Regions from separate parts of the Ovis aries genome. Here region 1 is linked to region 2. A link is a contact called in public Hi-C data. All regions are on one chromosome and are shown on one strand. The core of a region is the stretch at or near the end of the contact, and the rest is flanking DNA. Distances in the headings are between cores, read along the strand shown. Region 1 has its middle 23 kb from the start of KLHL25. Region 2 overlaps AKAP13 (A-kinase anchoring protein 13).

Evidence for each region. Hi-C and Micro-C count contacts between places; a contact is called where the count stands out from the background.
Region 1: a Hi-C map of tail adipose tissue shows a contact between it and region 2, with 5 times the contacts expected there. The contact joins two enhancer-like sites. A contact is called at or near these places in 6 of 16 Hi-C or Micro-C datasets (hypothalamus, mixed tissues, muscle and 2 more).

Annotation. Positions count from the first base shown.
Region 1 is chr18:16,036,873-16,042,326 of ARS-UI_Ramb_v3.0, reverse strand. No RefSeq gene overlaps it. Among named protein-coding and RNA genes, the nearest start is that of KLHL25, 23 kb to the right of the region's middle. Within about 2 kb of position 1,291, at least 6 of the 54 cell types and tissues checked have an H3K27ac peak or open chromatin away from gene starts, as enhancers often do.
Region 2 is chr18:15,927,586-15,933,576 of ARS-UI_Ramb_v3.0, reverse strand. AKAP13 (A-kinase anchoring protein 13) reads right to left here. Exons shown (of 39, transcript XM_060402005.1): 35 at 5,540-5,584; 36 at 2,962-3,012; 37 at 1,516-1,938. Among named protein-coding and RNA genes, the nearest start is that of TRNAW-CCA, 84 kb to the right of the region's middle. Within about 2 kb of position 4,591, at least 6 of the 54 cell types and tissues checked have an H3K27ac peak or open chromatin away from gene starts, as enhancers often do.

The DNA of each region.
Region 1 (5,454 bases), core at 42-2,541, 110 kb before region 2:
CCCATGAACATTTGGGAGTGTGCGCTTTCTCTGCTCTGCGTGTAAGGTCCTGGCAGCGTTGCAACTCTGGTTTCAGAAATGAGGAGCAGTGTAGCCCCACTGCCATTAAACTTGTCAAGTTTAGTTTCCCAAAAGGTACGTTGCACGTCTAACACTGCCACCTAACGAAGACCCTGGTTGGTTACGTGGACTCATCCAGCCCAGCTCAGCAATGCAGTCACTGACATTCACATTAGTCTATTGGGTTCACATCAGGGAGGAGCTGGAATTCACCCCTTGAGATGTTCATCATGGAAGGGTCTCAGCCATCATTTAACGTTCCCCTTGTTTTTATCTTATTCTAATTTATTTATTTATTTTTGGCCATGTGGGGTTTTCATACCAACCAGGAATTGAACGCATGTCTGCTGCAGTGGACGCAGAGTCCTCACCAGTAGACCAGGAAGTAGCACCCCCCCCCCCACCTCCTTATTTTTATTTATTTAGTTTCAGCTGCATTAGAACATCATTGCTTCGCCCAGGGTTTCTCTAGTTGAGGAGAGTGGAGTGGACGCAGAGTCCTCACCAGTGGACCAGGGAAGTAGCCCTCCCCTCCTTATTTTTATTTATTTAGTTTCAGCTGCATTAGAACGTCATTGCTTTGCCCAGGTTTCTCTAGTTAGGGAGAGTGGGGGCCACTCTTCGTTGAAGTGTGTGGGCTTCTCATTGCAGTGGCTTCTTTAGCCGCAGAGCGCAGACTCTGGAGTGAAAGCTCCATAGTTGTGGCGTGGGCTCAGTGTTCCGAGGCATGCGGATCTTCCCGGACGAGGGATCGAACCTGTGCCCCCTGCACTGGCAAGCAGATTCTTACCCACTTCACTACCAGGGAAGTCCACCACCTCCCCCCTTGTTAAAAATGAAGACACTGACACCCAGAGACAGTTAAGGGACTTTGTAATAGAAACAAAAGGTATAAATGGGGATCAAACCCAGACCTTTGGAGACCAAGTACAGACGAATTTCCACTACAACAGGCTACTGCCTGAGTTTTTAAGTCATCTCTGCTCAGGAACCTAGCCAATTTTCTTAGTACTTCTCCAGTTTTAATGTATGCACTGTCAAAGTAAGCGTGTATAAAAATGTACATTGTTAACTATGATAATTAAATCCTGGACTCCTCTGTACATTTTACTATAATAGCATATATCACAACATTTTATAATTATCTCTTTGTGGCCTGTCTCCCATTCCTCCCCCACCAGACTGTAAATTCCCTGACAACAAGGACCGTCTTGTTCTCAGGACCAAGCAGAGCAGCTGACACAAGTATGATCCTGGATAGATGGTAGTTAGATCGTTAACTGCGAATGAGACGTGTATCGTCTGTAATAACAAATGTGCATTTCATCTCTTAGCCTTTGGAGAAGCAAGTTATCTGAGAACGCTTAGGGCATGCATAGATGCCCCAGTAAATTGTCAGAAGTGTAACAGAATTCTGCAGATTCCTTGTGGTTTTTTGTTTGGGAGGCTTTTGTTTTATTGCTCTGTAATAAATTTCAAGCATCCTTTATGTGTCAGGAGACAGGATAACTGAATCAAATATTTTAGCAGGACCCAAATTTTAAGCATGTGATCTGCTATAATAATTTTCAGAATTAACTCAGTTGTTCATAATTCTTTATGTGCTAAAAAGCTGGGTGGCCCAGCCAATGATATATCCATCTGGGAACCAAAAGCAATTTCAGAAAAAGTCAAATCCTTCACTCGTGTTTCTCAGAAACCAGAAAGTACAGCTTAACACATGGTCCAGAGAAGCCCTTATTAGAAAATCCTCTCTTTTCCTAATTCTCTCCCTCATATCCTGCAAATTTTCAGCATCACCTTCTATACATTTTTGGTGCACTTCTGGATCAAAGTGGTGAAATCATATCATCAATGCATCTCCTCTCCAGCCTCAAGCCAATAAAATGGTACTAAATTAATTTTAAAGGTACAAACACCCAATAGAAAAGAGATGGAAAAAATACAAAAAAAAAGAAAAGATGAGGAGATGGGATACAAAGAGGCAAGAGATTTCAGCACAGTCCTGCAAGATAGTGAGCCCACTGAGACACCATAGTAACTACTGGGTGAGAAGTCCCAGCCAGGAATATCCTAAATGCTATTACACTCTGAGGCTCCCAGCATGTCATGCAGACAGAGAGACTCAGGATTCAGAAATGCTTGGTGCAAGTGAAATGTGAGGCTGACACAGAAAATTATAGAATATGTGCCCAGGGAGCCAGTGGACTCACCGCCTCACACACGCACATGTGGAAACACTGACGCCTGGAAGCAATACATACCTCCCCCACGCAAACCCTCAGACAGCTTCCCCTTAAAGAAATGGAATGTTCCAGTGGAAAGAAGCTCTGTGTTCTGGCGTTTAGGCACCCCGGATCATGAACAACAGATCTCTTGATCATCTTTCTTGAGAAGCCTCACCTAGGAAATGCAACAGGGCATAATCCTTCCAAAGGGGAATTTAGCAATTCCAAGGCAGAGGGCAGCTGTGTGTGTTCTTGACCAGAAGGTCAGCTTCTGCAAATCTACTGAAGCAGCATGAAAAAGACACGTGCACAAGGGTATTCTGTAATAGCAACTGACTGGGCCCAAATATCGTCCATAGCAATGGATTGAATAAACACTGGTACATCAAGGGACTTCCCTGGTGGTCCGATGGTTGAGACTTCATCTTCCAGTGCAGGGGTTTGGGGTTCGATCCCTGGTCAGGGAGCTAAAATCCCTCATGCCTGGGGGCCTAAAAAATACAACATAAATAGAAACTGTATTGTAGCAAATTCAATAAAGACTTTTTGAAAAATGGTCCACATTAAAAAAAAGAAAACTTTATAGAAAAAGAAACAATGGTACCTCAAAACAATGGGAAGCTTTACACCCACAAAGAGAAATGAGGAAGTTGCTTATAAACTTAAGACCCCATGGGCTGTAGCCCACCAGGGTCCTCTGTCCATGGGTTTCTCCAGGCAAGAATATTGGAGCAGGCTGCCATTTCCTTCTTCAGGGGATCTTCCCAATCCAGGGATCGAACCCGAATCTCTTACATCTCCTGCTTTGGCAGGGGTGTTCTTTACCACTAACACCACCTGGGAAGTCCCGCCACAGTGCTGATCTGCCTTAATTATACATACATCCCCTCCCTCCAGAACCTCCCTCTCTTCCCCCCAGTCCCATCCCTCCAGGTCATCACATTAACAGGGGTGGGGGGCAGGGAAGCAAAGTACAGAGCAATATTTAGAGTATGTTACCTTCTACATAAGAAAAGAAATGTGAATATAGACACTTTTTTTAAAAAGAATAGCATGATAAAACAAAACCAGTTGTAAAAACCGTTTACCTAAACACCTCACTTAAAAGTCAGAAATTGACAGACTCAATAAAAACAAAACCTAACTGTATTATTTGCAGGAAACACACTTGAAACATAAAGATGGAGGCAAGCTGACTGTAAAAGGATAGGTTAAGATCTATCACACAACCACTAAGCATAAGAAAGCTGGCGTGACTCTGAAAATAGGCAAGGGACTTCCCTGGTGGTTCAGTGGCTAAGACTCCACACTCCCAATGCAGGGGGCCCAGGCTCCATCCCTGGGCAGGGAACTAGATCCCCGTTTTGGATAAGGCCTGGCACAGACAGGTAAATCAGAAAAGAGCTGCCGAGGTAAACTTCAAGAGAAAGAACTCTACTAACGATCAAAATGGGGCATTTTGTTATAATAAAAGGGTCAGTTCATCAGGAAAATATAACAGTCTTACCTGTGCATACAGCTCGTAACATAGCTCCCAGATACATGAGATAAAATATGAGAGAACTGGTTTTCCTAATAGATCCCTGCAGCTTTAGGCGGTAAGCTTCTCGTTTGTCACTTTGAGAGCGTGCCTAGAGTTGACAACTGGCTGCCCTGATTTATCGGGGTTTTTTTTCTAAGACTTCTGCTGTTAACAATAGCCAGTGTGCTCCCCGATCCTCAGGCTTTTCTTCGCTTCCTACCATCCAGCTCTCACAGCCACTGCAGCAGCAGATGCCTTGCTTTCCACCCACATTTTACCCCAATTAACCACAGGTTAAAGGCTTAATAATCGCAATGCCGCTGCATGCCAGGTGTCCATCACACCCTCTTGTCACTAATAACGGGATCCTCAAGGCTTCAGTTGGTGAGTAATCCAGCTCCAAACATCTGTCTGCTTTCTAGGGGTCACACCTGTTATGACTGTCTCTGTCTGAGCCTCCCAGACAGCCAAGCCTGAGGCCATCTGAAGGAGCTGGAGTGTGTGTGTGTTGGAGGTGGGGTGGGGGCGGGTGGGAAGGAGAGTGCACTGTAGGGAAGGGAGGGGAAGCGAGGCAGGAGAGAGAAAGAGCCAATACAAGGGTGTATTGCCAGCTGGCCATTGCCTATTAATGTGCACAGCCCTGTGGGACCGCCCGCTTCTCAGCACAGTCTGTCTAGGAGGGGGAAAAAGGGAAGAACTGATCAGTTGGCTCCATCTCCACCAGTCAAAGGTTGGCCCTAGAGTTGTCCTTGTGGGGACACCAGCAGGGAATCACAAAGTCGCCCTCCTCAGCATCAGTGGGGTAGCCCTCTGGCTCAAGACTAGAATCGTACAACATGGGAGCTGTGAAGGAAAGCGCAGTCAAGGCGTGTGACGGCAGTCAAAGCCCCTGAAAAGAGGCTTCTTGCAGCAACAGCTGGGAAAGGACGTCTGAGGCCGAGAATCCAGATGGTCCATAGGAAGGGTCTGATACAAAGTATCTGCCAAACCTAAAGAGTAAATTGGCACAGCCACTATGGAAAACAGTGCAGAGATTCCTCGTAAGATTAAAAATAGAGCCACCATGTGATACAGCAATCCCACCCATAGGTATATATTTGCGGAGAAAATGAACACAGAAAGTCAAAAACATGCATGTTCATAGCAGCGTTGTTTACTAGTGCCAAGACACGGAAGCAGTCCAAGAGCCTATCAACAGATGAATGGGTCAAGATGCCGATGAAGGTGGTATGCATATACAGTGAGCACCACCCAACCACTAGAAAGAAAGGGAACAATGAAGTCCCACCTTTACAGTAGCACGGAGGGACCTGGAGAACAGTATGAGAAAAGTGAAATGCTGAATGATATCACTTATATGTGGGGATCTAAAAAATAACACTATTGTATGTGCATGTAAGACAGAAACAAACTCACAGATCTAGAGAACAAAATAGCTGTAACCACAGGGAGAGGGAGAGCATGAGGGACAGGTTAGAAGCGTGAGATTAGCAGATACAAGCTATAATATCTAAAATAGATAAGCAGCAAGGATACACTGTATAGCACAGGGAATTATAGCCGCTATCTTGTAATAACTTATAGTGGAGTACAGCCTGCAAAAATACTGAACCACAGTGCTATCTATACACCTGAAACTAATAT
Region 2 (5,991 bases), core at 3,342-5,841:
ATGTGACTTGGGGGACCAGCAGCATCCTCAGTAACTGCTCAGTGGGCAATGCACAAGGGCACTGGGGATGCTGGCGTGTCAGACCCGTGCACACTCACTGCCTTGGACTCTGGAGAGCTTGAAATCAATACCCTGAACTTCTCAGTTTCATTTCCCGCCCCCACTCCCTGTGGTATCTACGAAAGTGCTAAATGACCATCTTTGATACCTTGACTACATCTATTACTAGCACTGCAAAGAATGAGTAGCACCTTGGATGAGGCAGCTCGCAATTCCTATCCCCTGGAGAGGCAGGAAGAGCTGCTTACCCCATGACTGATTTAAATGAGGGAATGGATAATTATTTCAGTGTTATGAGATTAGAGAGGTCTGTTCAGGTTAGAGGGCAGGTAGAGATGTGCTTACACCAAGATCTTGGTCAAAGGTCAAACCGAAGATTAAAAGAGATAGACTCTGAGTTCTCTGGGTAGCCTTCCCTGGGGAACCCATTCTTAGGCCACACGAAGCACACCCAGCTCCTGTGCTCCCTGCACACCTGGAAACCTTTTGCACGAAGCCTAATTGCCCGCCTCTGGAAGACGGCAATGTCCTTTTCCTTCACTGTTCAAGGTCAATCGATCAAATGAATGGCAACGTGGGTATCAGGATACCCAGGAGGCTCTGGCTTCCCTGTTCTAGAATAGCCAGGGACTATCACTGAAGCGAACTTGGGGGTCAGTGTGCTCCCCACATATGGAAGGCCTTCCTTAATCAGCAGTGGCTGCAGGAAAAGGCTTCATCCACAGTGGCGAGACATATCGGGAATGAAGCAGAGCCCAGATGTCTGAGTGTCCCCGAGCAAGAATGTCCTCTTTCCCCTCTGTGGCTGGGATGGGCCCGGCCCTGTAGCTGAGGCCCACTGACCCCGCCACGTGCGTTCTCTCACTAACCCGGGCATCAGAGCCCTTACTGCTCTGTGAGCTCAGGCACCGTGTGTCTGGTACCTACAGTGAGTTGTCTCTGTTTCGCTAAGAGGTCCTTTAGGTTCTGATTTCTCACGTGGCACAGAGCAGAGGGGTTGCTCCCCAAATCCTGGATGGCTGACCGCCACCCTCACAGACACTGAGGCTACCCCAGCCTAAACGGGCCAGGCTCAGGGCAAGGGCCTCCCAGGTACCCCTCCTTCAGTGGCCTGGCCAAACTACAACCTTTCATGCACTTCTCGACCCCTTACAGACAAAAAGGAGAAAACAGACTCACTTCCTCACCTGCCCCTCTGCTGATGCATAAACAGATTGAATAAAATCAGCCTTTATATACTATATATTCTATCTGCCTACTTTCCCCCGTGCGGGGCACACAGAGGGTAATTTTTTAAATTGCAGGATAACTGCTTTACCATGCAGTTAGTTTCTGCCGTACAACAATGCGAATCAGCCATATGTATACACACATCCACGCCCTGTCGGGCCTCCCTCTGTGGCCCCGCATCCCGCCCTCGAGGTCATCAGGACTCCGAGGGTCCTCGCCGGGTACCTGGCTGAGCCGCTCCGAGTCCCGCCGGAGCTGCTCCTGCTCGCGCTCGAGCAGCCGCTGGGCGGCGCGCAGGCGCTCCAGGTCCCCCTGGTAGGCATCCTTCCGCTGCTGCAGCTCGTCGCGCTCGCGCTCCAGGTCCTGGCGGCCGCGCCGCAGCTCTTCCTCGCGCTGCGCCAGGCGTGCCTCGCGCTCCTGCAGCGCTCTCTCGCGGGCCTCCCACGCGCGCTCGTGCCGCCGCTTCTCCTCCTGGTGCTGCGCCTGCTGCCGCTGCAGGTTGGCCAGGTCCTGGCGTTGCTTCTCCAGGCTGCGCTGCTTCTCCTGCTCGATGAGCGAGCTGGGCCTCGACGCCGTCCGCGTGAGCGCCCGCTCGCTGAGCAGCAGCTTCTGGTCCTCAATGTAGCTGTCCTGCTGCAGCACCACACCCTGCGGGGAGACGCATGAAGGGGCGATGCACACGACGGGGTGATGAGCACAAGGGGGGCAATGCCCACGAGGGGGTACGATGCCCACACGAGGGGCTGTGTGCCTAGCCCGCCTGGAGCATGGCTGGCACCCACACCCAGACTCCAGCCCTCCCCTGCTTTCTAAGCTGCTCTAGGATAAGTGCTCTAGGATAACCCTGGGCGGCAACCAAGGGGTAAGGTCAATGGTGCCAAGACTTCGATTTTGCAGTCAGAGGTCTTGTCTGGGGTGGAGTGTGCCTTTACAGGTGGGAGGAGGTATGAAGTGGATTGGTTAGATCTTTAAGAAAGGAAGTGACCCGAATTTGAGGATACTGTGTGTGAATGTGTGCTCAGCAGCGTCCCACTCCTTGCAACTCCATGGATTGGACCTTGCCAGGCTCTTCTGTCCATGGGATTCTCCAGGCAAGAATACTGAGTGGGCTGCCATGCCCTTCTCCAGGGGATCTTCCCGACTCAGGGATTGACCCTGCTCTCTTGTGTCTCCTGCACTGACAGGCGGGTTCTTTACCACTGGTGCAAAAAGTCGGACACCTACAAAGGCCGTCCAGACTGGAAGCATCTCCTCTGTGAAGGCCTGCACCCCCTGCGCTCTGGGGCATGGCTGTTAACTGTGCTCCAGGTACCTGCCATCCACCATCTGCTCAGCAACTCTAGTCTCAGAAGATCAGTGAGACTCTGTAGTGTAGTGTAAGTTGCACAGTCATTTCCAACTCTTTGTGACCCCATGGACTAAGCCCACCAGCCTCCTTTCTCCATGGAGTTCTCCAGGCAAGAATACTGGAGTGGGTTGCCAGTGCCTCCGCCAGGGGATCTTAACCACTGCCTTTTGGAAGCTTTCTCATCATGAGAGCTAGTCTCTCTTGTCTGAGGGCTGTATTTACCCATAAGAAATGTATAAACCTCAAAGATCCAGGCCAGCCACACCCTTGCTGGTCTCCCTCTCAACTAGGAAGTGAAGGGACAAAGGAGAAAAGGCACGTACCTGCAGAGCACTGAGGAGCTCGTGGAGATGGACGACGCTCTGGATGACCTGCTGCAAAAGGAATCAGCAAGCCGTCACCTCAGACCCCAGCACGCTGTGCGCCACCCGACGGGAAGCCACCCTACCCCACAGCAAGGGGCCTGCGACTCAATCAAGCACTTTCAAACTGGAAGTGCCACACAGAGTAAGCCAGTGCCCAAGTAGCCAAGAGAAACAAGATAAGATCAGACAAGCGCAACCGTGTGGGGGAGGAGTTACGTACAGTGAAAAGTATCATAAAGCTCCAATTATTTAAAATGACTGGTACAAAAATGGCATACATCCCAATTTAACCCAGCAGAAAGCTCAGAAGCAAACCACAGCATTTAGTGTAGGAGATAAGAAGCATTTCTAGTCAATGGAGAAGGAAAGAATATCAGTCAATTATTTTGAGGAAACTGGGTAAATCTTTGGAAGAACTTAAGTTGGGATCCAGCCTCACAGAAAAAAAAATTCAGTGAGCTATAAGAAAATATGAGAATGTTTTTCATTTTGAAACGGGGAAGGCTTTTCAAAGACAGCAACAAGAAAGAACACACACACACACACACACACACACACACACACGAAATTTCAACTTTTACTATATAAAAATATAAAATAAAAATCTGGCAAAGAAGACAGTGAACAGAATGAGGCAAAAACAAACAAACAAAATCTTTGATTTAAAAAAGGCTCTCAGATTAATAAGCAAAAGAAAAAACATTCTAGTAGAAAAACAGGCAAGGAACATAAACCTGCGATTCACAAAAGAAATACAAATGGTCGAAGATGTAACATTGAAAATGAGTCAACCTTATTTCAAGTCAGAACAATGCAAAAATTAAGAAGTAACTACTTGAAATTATCAAGCCAACAAAACGTCAATTAAAAAAGAATTCCCAGTGTTGGTGAAAGCATGATGAGAATGGATGAATCCTCTTGTACTGACACGGTTGGATGCAGTATAACCTTTTTAGGGAGAGGATGGCATGCTGAGGAAATAATATAGCCTTGCCAAAAAAAAAGGTATGAGGATGCTCTTGGCTGCATCATTTACAAAGCAAAAAAGCAGAGAAAGAATTGACCGTTGGAAAGATTAAATTATGGCAACTAGCATAATAATATACAGCTGTTAAATAGCATGTTTTGTACAAACGTCTCAGGAAAATGCTTCTCAAGTGTTAAGAGAAAAAAAATCAGGATATGAAGTTCCAGGGAGTATTGAAACAAACTGTGCCAAACTATTTTTATGCAATTCACACTCACAGAAACTTAGACACATAAATACATGTCCTGTGGAAGAAAAGGCTGAAAATAGAGCACCACACATTTAATAATAGTAGCTATTTCTCAGGGGTAGGCTATTTACTTATTGTTTTCCTGTTTTACATTATTGGATGGTTTTCCAGTCTTCTACCATGAACCATGTATTCCTTTTATCTTATTCGAAAACACAAAAACTTAATTATCAGGCTTAGCTCTTCGGAGAATACTTTTTGCCCCTCATTTAACTTTATTCTTAATTAACAGAGAGAAGGAGAAGTCCCAGCCGGCCAGCTGACTCTGGCTGAGCACCTGCAGTGTGCAGTCCGTGCTGGAATGCCTGGAAACCACTCATCTCCTGTGATCTCTTACCCAACTCTTCTTACTCAATGTGGGGTGGGGTGGGGGGAGTTGGTAAGTGGAAAAAACAACTAAAGGGCTGCTTTTTAAGCAGCACAGGAGTGGGGCAGTCTGTGTGAAAGCAGGTTTACTTCATTCACTGAAGGGGCTTCCTTCAGGGTGCCACAGTGTGCACACTAAGAGGCCAACACAGAAGACAAACAGCCGTCTGTGTTTAGGGGAAAAAGGAACGATTCCCTGCATCTGAAATTCTGAAACGAAGCCCCTCAGGGATTTTACGGTGTTCTATGAAAAGCAGAGAGAAGCGCAGAGCACAGCCTGCGAGGTACACCCTTGCCCCTCCCTGTCCCGGGTCCAGCTCCAGCCTGCTGACAATGTCACATGTGCAGAGTCAACTAAGCTTGGAGCCTTCAGGAGGATTTCCTCAGAGGAACCCAAGGAGATGGGGAGATGGTGAAAGACCTGGCTTACCCTGCAGGGTCGGTGGAAGGCAGGGAACCTGGTCTCTGCCAGGGGACGCCTGGGCTACTTTTTAAAGTGACATATGGAGTCAGAAGCAGTGCTCAGAGAAGAAAACTCAACTGGAGTCACTGGGCAGAATCACTCACAAGTTCCTCTGCCACGCTTCACACTGCAGCTTTGGTGCCAGGTTAAAGTTACAGCCAGGCTGGCGACAAATTCTGCTCAGCGTGAGTGGATGGAGAAGCCACGGTGGGAGCTTCGCGGCCCACGTTCAGAGAAAGCAACGGGCTTCTCAAGGACAGAGGAGCAGAGGCTGGCTTAGGAGGCAGCGATTTTCTGGCAAAAAACTGACAGGACGATGCCCTGGGGCCGACGACAGCAGTTTGCTCACCCCAGCAAAGCAGAAACGAACAGGCTCAACCCAGCAACTACAACAAAGTCCTACTCTTTGAAGAGCTCAGAGTGTCCTTACCTCACTGTTTCTCTTATGCATAAATACCAGGTTAGCATTTCCACCCTATAAAACAATAAAAAAAGTGCACGTAAAGAAAATGAAGATTGAGGCAAAAATTATAGTCATTGTGTGTCTAACTTATGCTGTGACGTCCCATGTTCGTTCTTTCTACATTAGGGCAGTGAAGAGGGGACGCTGAACTGTTGCGGAAGCCTTGCGATGAGTTCAGGTGGGGGCGGTGTGTGTTTAAACAGGGCTCTCAGTGGAACCGGTCCGCCGGCAGAGCTGTGTGCCGGAACGCGATGTCCAGAACCAGAGAGGCCTGACGGCCAAGAACACGGGGCCCAGAATGGTGCTGTTTGCTTTGAAACATGCTTTCCTCTCAAGATGAAGCAGGAAATTAAAAGGGCAAACTGGGCGTCCAAACACAATCACGGTGGACTAAATTCAAGATGCCGCGCTTAGAGGAA